4 separate regions of the Mus musculus genome follow, and all the other regions are linked to region 3. The links are chromatin contacts, called in public HiChIP or PLAC-seq and promoter capture Hi-C maps. All regions are on one chromosome and are shown on one strand. Each heading gives the region's core, a stretch centred on a gene start, on an enhancer-like site or on the middle of the called end of the contact. The rest is flanking DNA. Distances are from core to core; before and after follow the strand shown.

The links. Promoter capture Hi-C pulls out the DNA fragments that hold promoters and counts their contacts. HiChIP or PLAC-seq counts read pairs in DNA pulled down with a chosen protein or histone mark.
Region 1: a contact with region 3 is called in an H3K4me3 HiChIP or PLAC-seq map of bone marrow-derived macrophages, with 6 times the contacts expected there. The contact joins the enhancer-like site here to the promoter of Klhdc2 in region 3. A contact is called at or near these places in 13 of 39 promoter capture datasets (the C10 cell line, the HPC-7 cell line, cranial neural crest and 9 more), 1 of 484 Hi-C or Micro-C datasets (bone marrow-derived macrophages), 4 of 115 datasets of contacts at active chromatin or transcription factors (bone marrow-derived macrophages, embryonic stem cells and stem cell-derived neural progenitor cells) and 3 of 9 other capture datasets (adipose tissue, embryonic stem cells and liver).
Region 2: a contact with region 3 is called in an H3K27ac HiChIP or PLAC-seq map of extraembryonic endoderm stem cells, with 5 times the contacts expected there. The contact joins the enhancer-like site here to the promoter of Klhdc2 in region 3. A contact is called at or near these places in 12 of 39 promoter capture datasets (3T3-L1-derived adipocytes, the C10 cell line, the HPC-7 cell line and 8 more), 1 of 484 Hi-C or Micro-C datasets (bone marrow-derived macrophages), 8 of 115 datasets of contacts at active chromatin or transcription factors (the 230-238 cell line, bone marrow-derived macrophages, embryonic limb bud and 4 more) and 5 of 9 other capture datasets (adipose tissue, embryonic stem cells, liver and 2 more).
Region 4: a contact with region 3 is called in a promoter capture Hi-C map of the C10 cell line. The contact joins the enhancer-like site here to the promoter of Klhdc2 in region 3. A contact is called at or near these places in 10 of 39 promoter capture datasets (the C10 cell line, cranial neural crest, embryonic stem cells and 7 more), 1 of 115 datasets of contacts at active chromatin or transcription factors (embryonic stem cells) and 1 of 9 other capture datasets (adipose tissue).

Annotation. Positions count from the first base shown.
Region 1 is chr12:69,644,752-69,648,146 of GRCm38.p6, reverse strand. The region is part of intron 4 of Sos2 (SOS Ras/Rho guanine nucleotide exchange factor 2); the gene reads left to right. Among named protein-coding and RNA genes, the nearest start is that of Gm31679, 21 kb to the right of the region's middle. Within about 2 kb of position 1,461, at least 28 of the 459 cell types and tissues checked have an H3K27ac peak or open chromatin away from gene starts, as enhancers often do. A contact at or near this core is called in bone marrow-derived macrophages, where this site is marked.
Region 2 is chr12:69,703,691-69,706,874 of GRCm38.p6, reverse strand. L2hgdh (L-2-hydroxyglutarate dehydrogenase) reads left to right here. Exons shown (of 10, transcript NM_145443.2): 6 at 1,076-1,110. Among named protein-coding and RNA genes, the nearest start is that of L2hgdh, 20 kb to the left of the region's middle. Within about 2 kb of position 1,599, at least 15 of the 459 cell types and tissues checked have an H3K27ac peak or open chromatin away from gene starts, as enhancers often do. A contact at or near this core is called in extraembryonic endoderm stem cells, where this site is marked.
Region 3 is chr12:69,295,221-69,298,208 of GRCm38.p6, reverse strand. It overlaps Klhdc2 (kelch domain containing 2), which reads right to left and starts at 1,528. Exons shown (of 13, transcript NM_027117.3): 1 at 1,062-1,528. The coding sequence starts at 1,214.
Region 4 is chr12:69,555,364-69,558,754 of GRCm38.p6, reverse strand. No RefSeq gene overlaps it. Among named protein-coding and RNA genes, the nearest start is that of Gm46353, 6.3 kb to the right of the region's middle. Within about 2 kb of position 2,069, at least 65 of the 459 cell types and tissues checked have an H3K27ac peak or open chromatin away from gene starts, as enhancers often do. A contact at or near this core is called in pre-B cells, where this site is marked.

The DNA of each region.
Region 1 (3,395 bases), core at 212-2,711, 350 kb before region 3:
ATATTTTAAATTCCCACATTTCACATAGAGTAAAAGCTAGTACTAGAAACATGATATAAATAGTCCCTTCTGTGGTCTAGGAATCAGAACCAGGGCTCTGCATGTGCCTGACAGGCGCTTTGCCACTGAGCTCTGCCTTCGGTTTCTTTACATTTATCCATGCTATTTATTTGGGAATTGTTTTTACACACGCACACAGTGCACCTGTGGAAGCTGGTGACACCTCTCAGGCATCCTGTCTCCATCCACCAGGGATCAGGGGACCAGGCTTGGTAACACACATCTTTACTTGCTCAGGCATCTCCCTTGCTCTGCTTATTTGAGACACATTTCACTGAGTAGCCCAGCTTGGCCTTGAACTCACTGTATAGCTGAGACCACCCTTAAAATCCTTCTGATTTAGGCTCTAATATGCTACAACCATCAGCACGCACCATCAGCATGCACCATCAGCATGCACCATCAGCATGCACCATCAGCATGCACCATCAGCACGCACCATCACACTGGGCCTCAGGTTTTCAGTACATGAAGAAACTAGCTTATTGCTTTTTTTTTTTTAATGGAGGGCTCCCTTTCTTTCTTCTCCTTTTTGTTTTTAAGGATTATTTATGTATATGTATGTATATAAGTACACTGTAGCTGACTTCAGACATACCAGAAGAGGGCACCTGATCACTTTACAGATGGTTGTGAGCCACCATGTGGGTGCTGGGAGTTGAACTCAGGACCTCTGGAAGAACAGTCAGTGTTCCTAACCACTGAGCCATCTCTCCAGCCCCAGTTATTGCTTTTTGTTTTAAAGCCATTGTCTCAGTATGCATCCCCAGCAGGCCTGAAACTTGTTTCGTAGGCCAGGCTGATCTTGAATTCATAGAAGTTCCCCTGCCTTTGCCTCCCAGTTATTGGGCTTGAAGGGGTGTATATTCATGCCATGCAGTATATTAGTAACTTTTGTAATTCCTGATGCTGGAAGACAGAAAATTACTGGTTTTGCAGAATCTGGAATTTCTAGAGTTGAGCATCATGGCAGGGAGGAGAGTTCTCCGTTTCCATCAGGAGGCTTTGTATACAGGAGGGTTGAGGTGTCGGGATCTATCCAATCAGTTGGTGAAAGGTAGTTTTAAGTAATGTTTATTTTATTCAGTTATTTCCCTTTCCTGCTTTTTAATGACAGGGTATCACTATATAACTCAGGCTGCCTAGTCTGGTGTCAGTCATGAGCTCCTCCTGCCTCTGGAGGGCTGGGATTTCTAGACATGAGCCATTACACATGCCCGAGTCTTTTATTTTTACAAAGGGAACACACAGAGCTGTTTCTGGAGTTTTAAGTATTAGTAACTTTGAAGACCATGCTTTGCTATCTTAAGACAGTTTGGTAGGACCTGGGCACCGCTCAGAACAAAGCTCCTGCCCTCTGATTACTCTGTTGCCGTTCTTCTGATTACAGAGTCATCCTTCCTGTTCCTAAGGGCTGCTTGAGGAACAGGCAGTCTTCCGTTCCTCCTTCCTCTTCCTTCCCTTGCTCTTTGTCCTCCTCCTATTTCTCATCTTCTGAGCACCGTTGGAAGAGCTTGGTCCTGAACAAGGGAAGCACAGCACTGGGGAAGATAGCAGAAGCCCCCATGTTAAGGGTGTGTGTGCTAGTGGGAGATGGAATGTCGCAGACAAGGAACTCAGGACAGTGTGACGTAAACAGTGTACCAGTGGATCCAGGGTACAGAGGCAGTAATCAGCACCTGGCCCAGTACACACTGGGGGTTGTCAGCCTTGGCTGCACGTGAGACTCACTAGGAAGTTTTAGAGAACACTGGTGTTTGCAGAGCTTTAAATAGCCTGAGTTAGACTCCCAAGCTGCAGTATTATTTGGAAAAACTATTTTTTTAACTGTAGTTGAGATCTATTACTCTGTAATTTAAAAACTGAGTTTTTCCACTTTCATTTCATTGTAGAAATTTGTCATTTTTATATTGACTTCTAAGATCAAGCTTACATACTTTTTATTACTTTGAAAGTGACTTAAGCTGATAGAAAAGGTAGAAGAATAGTATGAAGTACCCCATCGCATTCTGAGTGATTTTGAGAGTAAAGTACAGCTGACAGGAACAGTCCCTGAGGGATGGTAGTGACTGACTACCACATGGCCGCTCCTTGATGTTACCTGCCCTCAGTGACAGTTTGAGTTTAACTTTTTCCGTCCGTTGTCACCCTGCTTACTCCAGGTGGCAGACATCTGAATTCCTTAGGACTTTTCTAACTGAGATACTCTTTGGTTTTGATTTCTTCAACTCATGCTATAGATTTAAACATTTATCAGCATAACTCAAATTTAACCACAGAAATTTTCATATTGTTTCTAAAGTTATCACAATCAAGATACTTTAAAAAATCAAATTCTCGAATTCATTTTAGTTATCCTATCCAGCTTTTGAAAGTATAGATAAGTTTGAGAAACTTAAATTGCCCAATAAAAATATCTAAAAAGATTAAGATTTTGTTTGTTTGGTTGGTTTTGGTTTTTCGAGACAGGGTTTCTCTGTGTAGCCCTGGCTGTTCCTGGAACTCACTTTGTAGACCAGGCTGGCCTCGAACTCAGAGATCCGCCTGCCTCTGCCTCCCAAGTGCTGGGATTAAAGGCATGAGCCACCATTGTCTGGCTAAAGAATAGGATTTTAAACAAATTAAAGACTTCCATCTAGGTTTAAAACATACCACTTTTCTTGTTTTACCTTGTGTCCACTTCAAGAGCAGGATGTACTTAAAGAGCCAGCCAAAAACTGGGTATGATGGTGCACACCTGTAATATGAGCACTCAGGGGCCATAGACAGGAGGATTGCTGCAAGTAAGGACAACCTATTGTCCACAGCCAGGTCTCAGCTAACTTCAGGCTGAGTGTTAGTACTCTGTTTCAGAATGATAAAACAGCAGCAACCCCGAGAACCCACAAAAGGGAGGTGGTAGCTGTTGCAGGCTCACTTGCAACTGCTCATTTCTACTCTGGTAGCAAAAATAGCTATAAACAAATGAGCATGGGCTGTGTGCCAGTAAACTTCATGAAAATAGAGAGTGGGCAGGATTTGGCATGTATACTGTAGTTTGCTGATCCCGGTTTCAGACTTCCTTTTCACAGTCTCTTGTTTGTCACAAGAGACAGTCATGTGCTTAGCTAAACATGCAAATAACTGTATTTGTGATTCTGGTGATGGGAATGAGTTAATGAGAGTATTTGACACGGAATGATCTATAAATCTAAATGGGTTCCAAGAGCTCATAGACCATATGTTTAATAACCATTCGAGAAATCCGTTGATTTCTAAAGATGTTTAATTTTCTAGACAAAAAAAAGAGAACATATTTTTTACATTTAAAAATAAAAGTCGTATTTGACTGTTAC
Region 2 (3,184 bases), core at 350-2,849, 410 kb before region 3:
GGAATAGTAAGTGGTTAGCTGTCTTTGAACACACTCAAATTTCAAATGGCAGACCAGTATCATAAAAAGACTCAGCCATTCTGAGTCTGACCTCCCGTGCCCCAGTTAGACTGTAGCTGAAGCTGCTTTATTCTGCTTTGGGATGCGTAGTCTTCTTTTTTAGTCGAGTGAGAGGCCTACAAGCCTTCCGTTTGATGAGAGGGGATATGAGGGAGAATTCAGTTCTTCCTCAGCAGGTTTTAAAGGAGTCTGGATTGTGTGAGCCACTTGCCCAGCATCCTTCTGCACGCTAGGATGATGAACAAATGTACTACATTGTTGTAAGTGGGGAGCAGAATAAATCAGCTTCACCATATAGGTAGATAATAATCTTTCTTTTTTGGTAGGTATGCTTTACCGGGTGGTAATACCTCATCAATAAGTATGAGCAAATGTGATAAATGGTCAGTTCATCGTTGGAATTTTTTGTGTTGGGAAAACTTTTGCTTCTCTGAACAGCCCAGACTGCAGAGTTGGGTTACCAACACCTGGACTCAAAGGTTGCCGAGTGTTTAACACCCCATGCTTTATAGTTCTGTGGGCCAAAATAAATTCATTTATGATGGTATTTCTGTACATGCAGAGCATGGTATTTTTGAAGTACGGGGGGTTTATGCTAAGGTAAGCTAGAGAATGTGTGTTAGTTAAATGAATTTTAAAAATCCACCCTAAAGCTGGGCAGTAGTGGCATACGCCTTTAATCCCAGCACGTGGGAGGCAGAGGCAGGTGGGTTTCTGAGTTCCAGGCCAGCCTGGTCTACAAAGTGAGTTCCAGGACAGCCAGGGCTATACAGAGAAACCCTGTTTTGAAAAGATAAACAAACAAACAAAAAATCCACCGTAAAACTTTCAGCATTTTATATTTTGTCAAATATGAACTGCTTTAGTCTTTTCACTTGGTAAAAAGTTTCAGAATGAAAATTAAAATACAATTAAGACAATCACTTAAATTTGTCACTGGTATAATATTTTAAATAACGACAGCTTTCTTTTGCCCAAATAAAAGTTTCACTAATTCTTTTTTCCTCTCTGCCAGGCATGAACTATCCAATCGCTGTCAAGAACAGCAAGGTAACGGCTCATGAGCTCTTTTCCCTTTCATTGACTTGTTAAGTTGAATTATTGAATGATTGCTATACATGTTCAAGTGTGTACAGACATGTGTGTGCATGTGCACCTGTGTCTGTATACATGTGAGAATCAGAGCACAACCTCAATTATAGTTCCTTGGAACCAGCCACCACATTTTTTTTTAATGTCTTTTGTTAGCATTTATTAATTACATAGTAGTGAGCTTCATTATTGTGTTTGTATCACATTCACTCCCTACTGCTTACCTTCTCTTCCAGTCAATCACCCTTCTAGCATGTCTTTTGGGATTTTAAAATAATATTTATTTTATCTTATGTGTATGGGTGATTGCTTGCATGTGTGTCTTTGCGTGGTGTGTGTTCCTGGTGCCCTCTGAGACTGTAAGAGGGCATTGGATCCCTGGAACTGGAGTTGCAAGGAAGATTGTGAGTCACCGTGTGGGTGTGGGGACTGAGCCACGGCTCCAGCCAGCTGATAGGCACTTTATCGCTCTGCTGTACACTGACTTATTAACTTGGGGAGGGAGGAGTGTGCAGTTATGCAGTGGGAGATTGTTCCCCTCCAGTCTCCATAGTCTAAAGCGAGAACCATAGGACACTGGATTCCCTGTCAGGGAGGGCAGAGTCACCCTTACGTGACGGGTTTATAAGCATTCAGTCTTAACAGTTAGGGGATAGCCGGGGTAGCAGAAGCTGGTGGCTCACAGGCTTCCTGGCAGTCTGAGACGTCAGTTACTGAGTGGACACTGCAGCTGTGTACCATCGGTCTGTATGCCTAGCAGATGCAGGATGGCTTGCCTCTGTTACACCGTACTTAGGTTTGACAAATTAAAATGGGGAGGGGCAAAACTACTATGGTTTCACCTAATAAGATGTAATTATTCCTTATTTGAATGAAACATGCTTACTCTCCAACACATTTTAAAACTCATTTAAAAGTATTGTTTTTGTGAGAAGTTCATTATGAGTAATACTTCTACTCTTAGACCCTTAAGTGCTGAGATGTAAGCGTGATCACTTTAAACAGCTTACATTAGATTAACAACTAACCAACTGGAGGTTATTTTGATTCTCAGGGGTCAGCAACAGTGCCTGGATACTTTTGTCAAAACAAAAGATGAAGGGGTCATGGCTGCTGGCATGTGGTGGGTGGAGTTCAGGGATGCTGCCAAACAGCCTCCCTGCATCCCAAGAAGTATCCTGCTTCAAATGGCAGTGGGGTTGAAAGACCCTGTGTTAGACAGTGGGAGAACAGTAGAGGCCACCATGAAGACACCCCACAAACTGAGTGACCTGAACAACAGTTATCTTCCCATACTTTAGGATGGAGAAGGCCAATAGCGAGGTGCTGTCAGGGTTCGTTTCTGGTGTGGTCTTTCTTCCTAGTTTCGTGTGTTACTGCCTTTGAGGTGCTGGAGGCTGAGCCTAGGGAGCTGGAGGTAGTGTACCTAGTTTTGGTAGTGACAAAGATGGACCAATCCATGTGACCTCATCTGGCCTTAATTGCCTTTTTAATGGGGTCAGAACTTCAACATAAGAATTTTGGGCCGGGCGTGGTGGCGCATGTCTTTAACCCCAGCACTCGGAGGCAGAGGCAGGTGGATTTCTGAGTTCGAGGCCAGCCTGGTCTACAAAGTGAGTGCCAGGACAGCCAGGACTACACAGAGAAACCCTGTCTCGAAAAACCAAAAACAAAAAAAAAAGAATTTTGGAAGATAAATGAGGAAAATTTGGAAGAATGTAATTAGTCCACGATAATGATGATAAAAAATAATTGGGTAGTACATAGATAAATGATTTAGTTCCCACAAGTGTGAGAGGCTCTCCTGAGGCTCTGTTTGTTTGGGTTTGGGTTTTGAAACAGGGGTCTCTCTTTGTAGGACTAGCCAGGCTGGAGCTTCCTATGTGACCAGGTCCTCCTGCCTCTGCCTCTCAAATGCTGGATTAAAGGCATGCAGTTCTATGCCCTGTCCTAAGAGGTTCAACTTGCACTTCTCTGATGATTCTGGGGTCAAGCTCCTTTCTCATTACCCGTTGGTAATGTATGCATGTGT
Region 3 (2,988 bases), core at 279-2,778:
TAGTCACTACACACCTGCTCTCTACTATAGTCACTACACACCTGCTCTCTAATCTCTAGAATTCTCGACATCGACCTCTAAATACCTGATTCCTGGAAGCCAGGGACAACAGAATGCATTAATTCACGCTGGCAAAATAACTAATGGTTAAACCGACAAGGTATGGGACAGTTGTCTCAAAATGGCCACCTATGATCAGGTCGTCAGTACTATAAGCTATTAGAGTCCTTAAGCAAACCACAGGCGCAGAGAACTGGACTTCCCAAGGGGGGTGGGGGGGCGTCATTTTAACACTAAAATAGTTTTAGGTCAAATGGCTCAAATGAGTGTGCACCACATGAAATCCAAGAACTAGAGTGAGTGTATCATGGAATTCTAAAACCAGTACAGAAGAACCAGTGAGCAGCGGTTTAAGGAGGTAACTGAGCAGTATTCCCCAGCTCGCGGTATAAAACAATGCAAATGACTAAAAAGATACTTGGTCACAAAGTCCAAAGGCCTGCACTCCAATTACATACGCTGCTGGGGATTCACTGGCTATTTTTTCCTTTAAAATCCGCAGTAAGGCCTACTGAGGAGCAATCCTTTCTCAGCTGAGACCAGTTAAGAAAAATGGCCCTGCGTTCAAACAATAGATAGGTGGGGGCATCTGCACAGGTGTTGATGACACCGTTACACCTTCGGGGAGGTTGAGCAAGCGATTCCTGTGGCCTTGGTTCACACAGTGACAATATTGTTGAATATAGTGTCTGTCGGCTAAATGGCCCCAGCTCCGGGCGACCGGGCCCAAAGGTATATGAGTGATTCTCACACACCCTCGCCCCCACCCTTTTCCGTACCTCGGGCCACAGTCACCCGCTACGCGACCCACAATAACAGAACCTCGCTCCGCTCACTCCAAAGACAATGCGTAGGGGGTGCGTGGGATAGGCTGACTCATAAGTTCAAGAGAGCGGTGACAATAGCCCAGGATCCCCGAATCCACCAGGGCAGGGCGGGAAGATGCTCTCCTGAATGAGCAAGAGCCGCGGCGGCGATCGTGCCCACTCCGCCCTACTGACCTTGTAGCCGCCCCAGACGAACATGTGGCGCCCATCGCTGACAGCGACGTGGCCGCTGCGTTCAGCCGGGCAGGCCAGCTCCATGGCCTCGTAGTTCTCGAAGGCCGGGCCCGGCAGATCCTCCGCTCGAGCATCCTCGTTGCCATCAGCCATCTTGAGGCTGCACCGCTGGCCACCGAGACCGCTCCGGCCCCGCAGACGGGAGACAAAGGAAAGCGGAGCGGTGGACCGCGGCGCGCAGCCAGCGCTGACGACCCGCCTGTCCTGCGCTACGCCTCCGCCTCCGGGACGAGCGCTGGGGCGCGCGCCGACAGCGGCTGCGGGTCTCGCGGGGACCGCGCCGCGGCCGGGTCCTGGCTCAGAGCGGGAGAGCGGCCGACGGGGCTCGCACTCGCAGCCCGCCCCGCCTCCGGCCGCCGGGGCCTTGTTTATGCCGCCGCCGGAAGTCGTCCGCAGCGGACACTGTCCCCACGCTCCGGAAGCGCTCTCGCCCCCTGCGCTGCTGAGCCTCCCGTCGTCCGGTCCCACCGCAGTGCTGTCCTACTGCTGTGTAGTCCTCCCAGTCGGGCCCTTGGGCATCTGAGTCCTCCCAACATCCGTCCTCCCGCCTCAGGGTGCTCTGGCCTGGATAGTTCCTAAACCATAACAACCCACCCTTGGGGAAAGAATGCGAATCCCAGACTCACAATCTGGGCTTCTAAGAGGCCAAATGAAAATTACGAATTATTTAAACCCAATTCCTCGCCCATAAAATAAGGCTGGTCTGGAAAACACTTCAGGCTCCTCATTTAAATGGTGGCTCTCCGTGCTGCTCATCTTGTCTTTTTTTTTTTTCTTTCTCCCTCTCTTCGTTTTGGGACTGCTAAATATATACTGAGCAAAATACACACTTAACAAAAACGACCAAAAAAAGCTTTTCTCTTTGAAACTCTCACCAGTTGCTGGAGATGTACTTGCTGAAACACAAGAGTTAAGGGTCTGGGGTTTGAGATTAAAGCGCTGGGATAAAAGGTGTGCTCCACCAGGCAGATTCTGTTTCTTGACCAGATTCATCCAGGTCTCCCTGGGGCAATTTTGCCATGCAAGAGATGTCCAGTGCCCTTGGTGCTGTGCTGAGGGGGGCCTTCCTCACTGCCATTGCAAGAGACAGTCAGAGAGAGAAATGGCCTTCCTGCTGCTGCCCAGGGTGTATACTGTCAAAAAGAGATTGGCAGCGTTTCCACCAGCCACTTCGTGCTGGATGACACTGGAGAAGAAAATCTAGCATCAGTTTCATGTTTGGCGGGTAGAAGACATCTCTCACTGTTGGCCACAACCTCTCACACTGCAAATCTGCTGTAATGTGAATGACCAATTTGCACTAAGCTGAGGTTTGTGGTGAGCAACTGATCGTCCAACAGTGGAAATCACCTTGCCCTAGGGGTCAGGAGCATGCAAGTGGATATTCCTCCACAGATCAGCCTTATTCCAGATGAGCTGCACTTGGACACATTTTACTGCCTCGTGATTATTGTTTGCAAGAAAAATTTGATGGTGTTGTGGGGATAGCCACTAGAGAGGACAGCTCAGACATGAACTTAAGGCAATAGAAAGTCTTTATTAGTTTGGGATCCCAGTGTAGCAACGAGCCTTTCTCAGAGTGAGCTTTTAAGCACAAAACCCATGTTCTGGACGGATACACTTCAGTTAACAAGAACAGTTAGCATCCCAGAGAATCTTGCCACAGAAGCCAGATGAAGGTAATCTACACCACAGAGCCACTGCTGTCCCTTGTCCTCAAGAGACTAGACTTCTGTCACTCCATGAGACTATCAATAGTTACAAATAGTCCTGGGCCATTGTAGAAGGATTTTTATCCAGCAACATGGCTACTCTGATTGGAATACAGACACACCCTTAGCACACACTTTAATCTCAAATGATGAAG
Region 4 (3,391 bases), core at 820-3,319, 260 kb before region 3:
ATATTTTATATTCAGGGAAGATTAGAATCCATACATACACAGGTACTTTATTCTTACTCCTCCTCACCCTTGTTTTTTATTTCATGTGCCTCGAAACATATTCCATATTCAGTATTCTCACACAAAGATTTACCGAATTCTGCTGGACATGGTGGCACCTGCCTGACACCCCAACACTAGTGAGGCCAGTGCAGGGAGATTCAGAGGTTCAAGGCCAGTCCATGTAGTGAGACCATGATGATTAAAAAAAAAAATTAGTAGGGGGAGTTGAAGTTGGAAACTTAAGGGTTCTTTGGAAAGTCATTTGGATGGTGCTTTGCTGGGGCAAACACATGAAGAAACTGTTAGCTGAAGCAGACACAGGAGAGAGGATGCTCTGCTAAAGCAAGCACGTGAAAGGACACACGATGAAGGATTCTTCGCTAATGACACACATGTATTGGTCCATCTTACATTGCATAGTTGAGCTGCATATGTTGGGATTCCATAGAGAGAAAGGCACCAAGAATCTTCTGGTGGCGTGCTGCAGTTTCTTGCTGCTTCCTCGGACTCAAATTCACTGTCTGGATCTTTCAGAATCTAACCATCATCTAGTAAAGGGTATTTCAACCGGGACTAAATTTGTTTGTTGGCTTGTTTTGTTGTTATTTATAAGGGAATTGTCAGGGAATATTTGTACTTTAGATTTTTAATTCATCTGTGCAAAGGATGGTACAAGAGGCTGCACAGCCTCTCTCCAGGAGAATTCTGGATACTAGGTACTGGATCTTGCTACCTTCCTATCTGACCAGATCTTCACATAGCATATAGCTTTGCTGTGTGGTCTGACAGTGCCTTAGGGTTTTCATTGCTATGAAGAGGCACCATGGCAGTTCTTATAAAGGAAAGCATTTAATTGGGGCTGGTTTACAGTCTTAAAGGCTTAGTCCATCATCATCATCATGGGAAGCATACTAGCACACAGGCAGACATGGTGCTGGAGAGGACGCTGAGAGTCTGACATCTGGATCCACAGGCAGTAGAGAGAGTGACACTAGGCTTGGCTTGAGTACCTGAAACCTTAAACCCAGGGACACTTCTTCCAACAAGGCTGCACCTCCTAATCTTTCTAAGTAGTGCCACTCCCTGATGGCTAAGCATTCAAATCTATGACATATGTAGGCTGGGTTTTTTGTTGTTGTTGTTGTTTTGGTTTTTTGAGACAGGGTTTCTCTGTGTAGCCCTGGCTGTTCTGGAACTGACTCTGTAGACCAGGCTGGCCTTGAACTCAGAAATTCGCCTGCCTCTGCCTCCCAAGTGCTGGGATTAAAGGTGTGAGCCACCACTGCCCAGCTGGAGGCTGTTCTTATTCAAACCACCATTGACCGGGAAGTCAGAAGATAACAAATCTACTGAATGAATGTACAAACCAATTAAAATGTTTTAAACTGTGGTGAGAGGGAGTATGAAATCTGATTTCCTTGGGTTGACATGTTCATGACAGAGAAGGAGAAAATCATGTGACCTTTTCCTGCCGGGGCCTCGGAGATGGTCACCATGTAAGGCATTTTCTGTATTTATCAGCACCAGCTAGCACTCCAGCCCCTCGTGCCTGTGGAGGCCAGAAGAGGACATCAAATTCTCTGGAACGGGAGTTACAGATGGTTGTGAGCTGCCACGTAGGTGCTGGGAATTGAACCTCTAATCTTAACCATTGAGCTGTCTCTCCATGCTGTTTCAGATAAACAAGTAGAACTCAGCCTTACAAAAGCCACCTTCCCTCTAAATGCATCTCGGGGTGTGTGTTCTAGGCTCAGCATAAGCTAAAGCGACTTCTCCACCCAAGCCTTTTGAGATTTCAGCTGTTCCTCTGCTTCATGCATTTCACAGATTCCCACATAGGCTGGAGGGCTTAATTAGTGCTAAGTCATATAGTGGTGGAGAAACACTGCTGGCTGCAGACATAGCAGGAGAAAATTAAAGCTGTCAGCTGTGACAAGCTTTGCAGATTAGCCCTGAACTCACCATGATGTAAGTTCTGGCCTTGCCCTTTATTTCCAAGGACGGCACAAACTCAACCACATTATTAACTTGTCCACATGTGGTATGACTTTACTGTGTCCTTTCACAGCACATATTGGCAGTGGATGCCCGGCCTTGTTAAAACTCCTGCTTCCATGCTAGAAACTGAATCTCCTATTGAGTCAGACCCAGGTTACTCTATCAACAAAATGTGCCCAGCGGTCTACCCAAGCTTGGCTCTAAACTAGGCCCCATGGGAGAAATAAAGGAAACATGAAGTTGAACGCAAGCAAACTGGAACACAAAGAGTAGACAGGCTAGCTGGCAGGCTGAGGGAGCAGACCGTGGAGAAAACAGTAGGCCTGGATTCGTGGGGTGCTGGCATAAACAGATCAAAGGTCCTGATTGGTGTGGTATGCTGCAGAGTCCAGGCTGGATTCCTGCCTCCTCCAGCCTCCAGGACTTGAAGTTCCAGGAGTGTGGGCAGGTCACATAATTCCTGATCCTTGTCCCCTCCCCCACTAAGTCAAACAGCACAGAGATTCCCAGGCTTAAAAGAGCAAAAGGAGAGAGATTGCTCTGACAGAATTCTGTGAAGACAGTCTACACTGTGGGCTATATGGGACACACGGGATTTTAATGCGTGACATAAGACTGTTCTTAGAGCAGTGTGGCCCAGAGACGCTGAAAGACCCCCGATTTTCTGCTCGGTCTTCCAAGCCCATGGGCAGAGGCAGCTGACAATGGTGGAGCTGATGTTTAAGTCCTGATTCCTGAAGTGAAACTGTAAGCATGACCTTGTTTAGAAATTGAATCCTTAAGCTGGACAGTGGTGGCACACACCTTTGATCCCAGCACTTGGGAGGCAAAGGCAGGCAGATTTCTGAGTTCAAGGCCAGCCTGGTCTTGAAAGACCCCCCTGGTGGGCAGTCAATCAATCTGAGGAGACCCTCCCAAGGATCAGCGAGTCCACGATTCGGATGTAAACAGCAAGAGGCTTTATTGGGAACACGGGTACCCGGGCGACTCAGTCTATCGGAGGACTGGCGCGCCGAGTGTGGAGTTTTTACCCTTTTTATAGGGCTAGGGCTGGGGAGCAAAAAGCGCGGTTACAGAAGCGAGAAGCGAGCTGGTTGGTTAGTTCGAATAAGGTTTGGGGTACTTCCCGGTCATTTGGGGAAACTGAGGTGGGACTTTTTAGATCTAAACAATGTCTATTTTCAAGAAATGGGTAGGGGAGGGGTACAAGGAAAGAGTCTAATGAAGGTTCAGCAATGGGCACATATCTGGTCAGAACATTGGCAGACACACAGGTTCAAGGAGTGACCAGAGCACTGTGCACCTCTATTTTTCTAAATCAGTGAAGCTAGTTCTGCTAACACTGACGTCT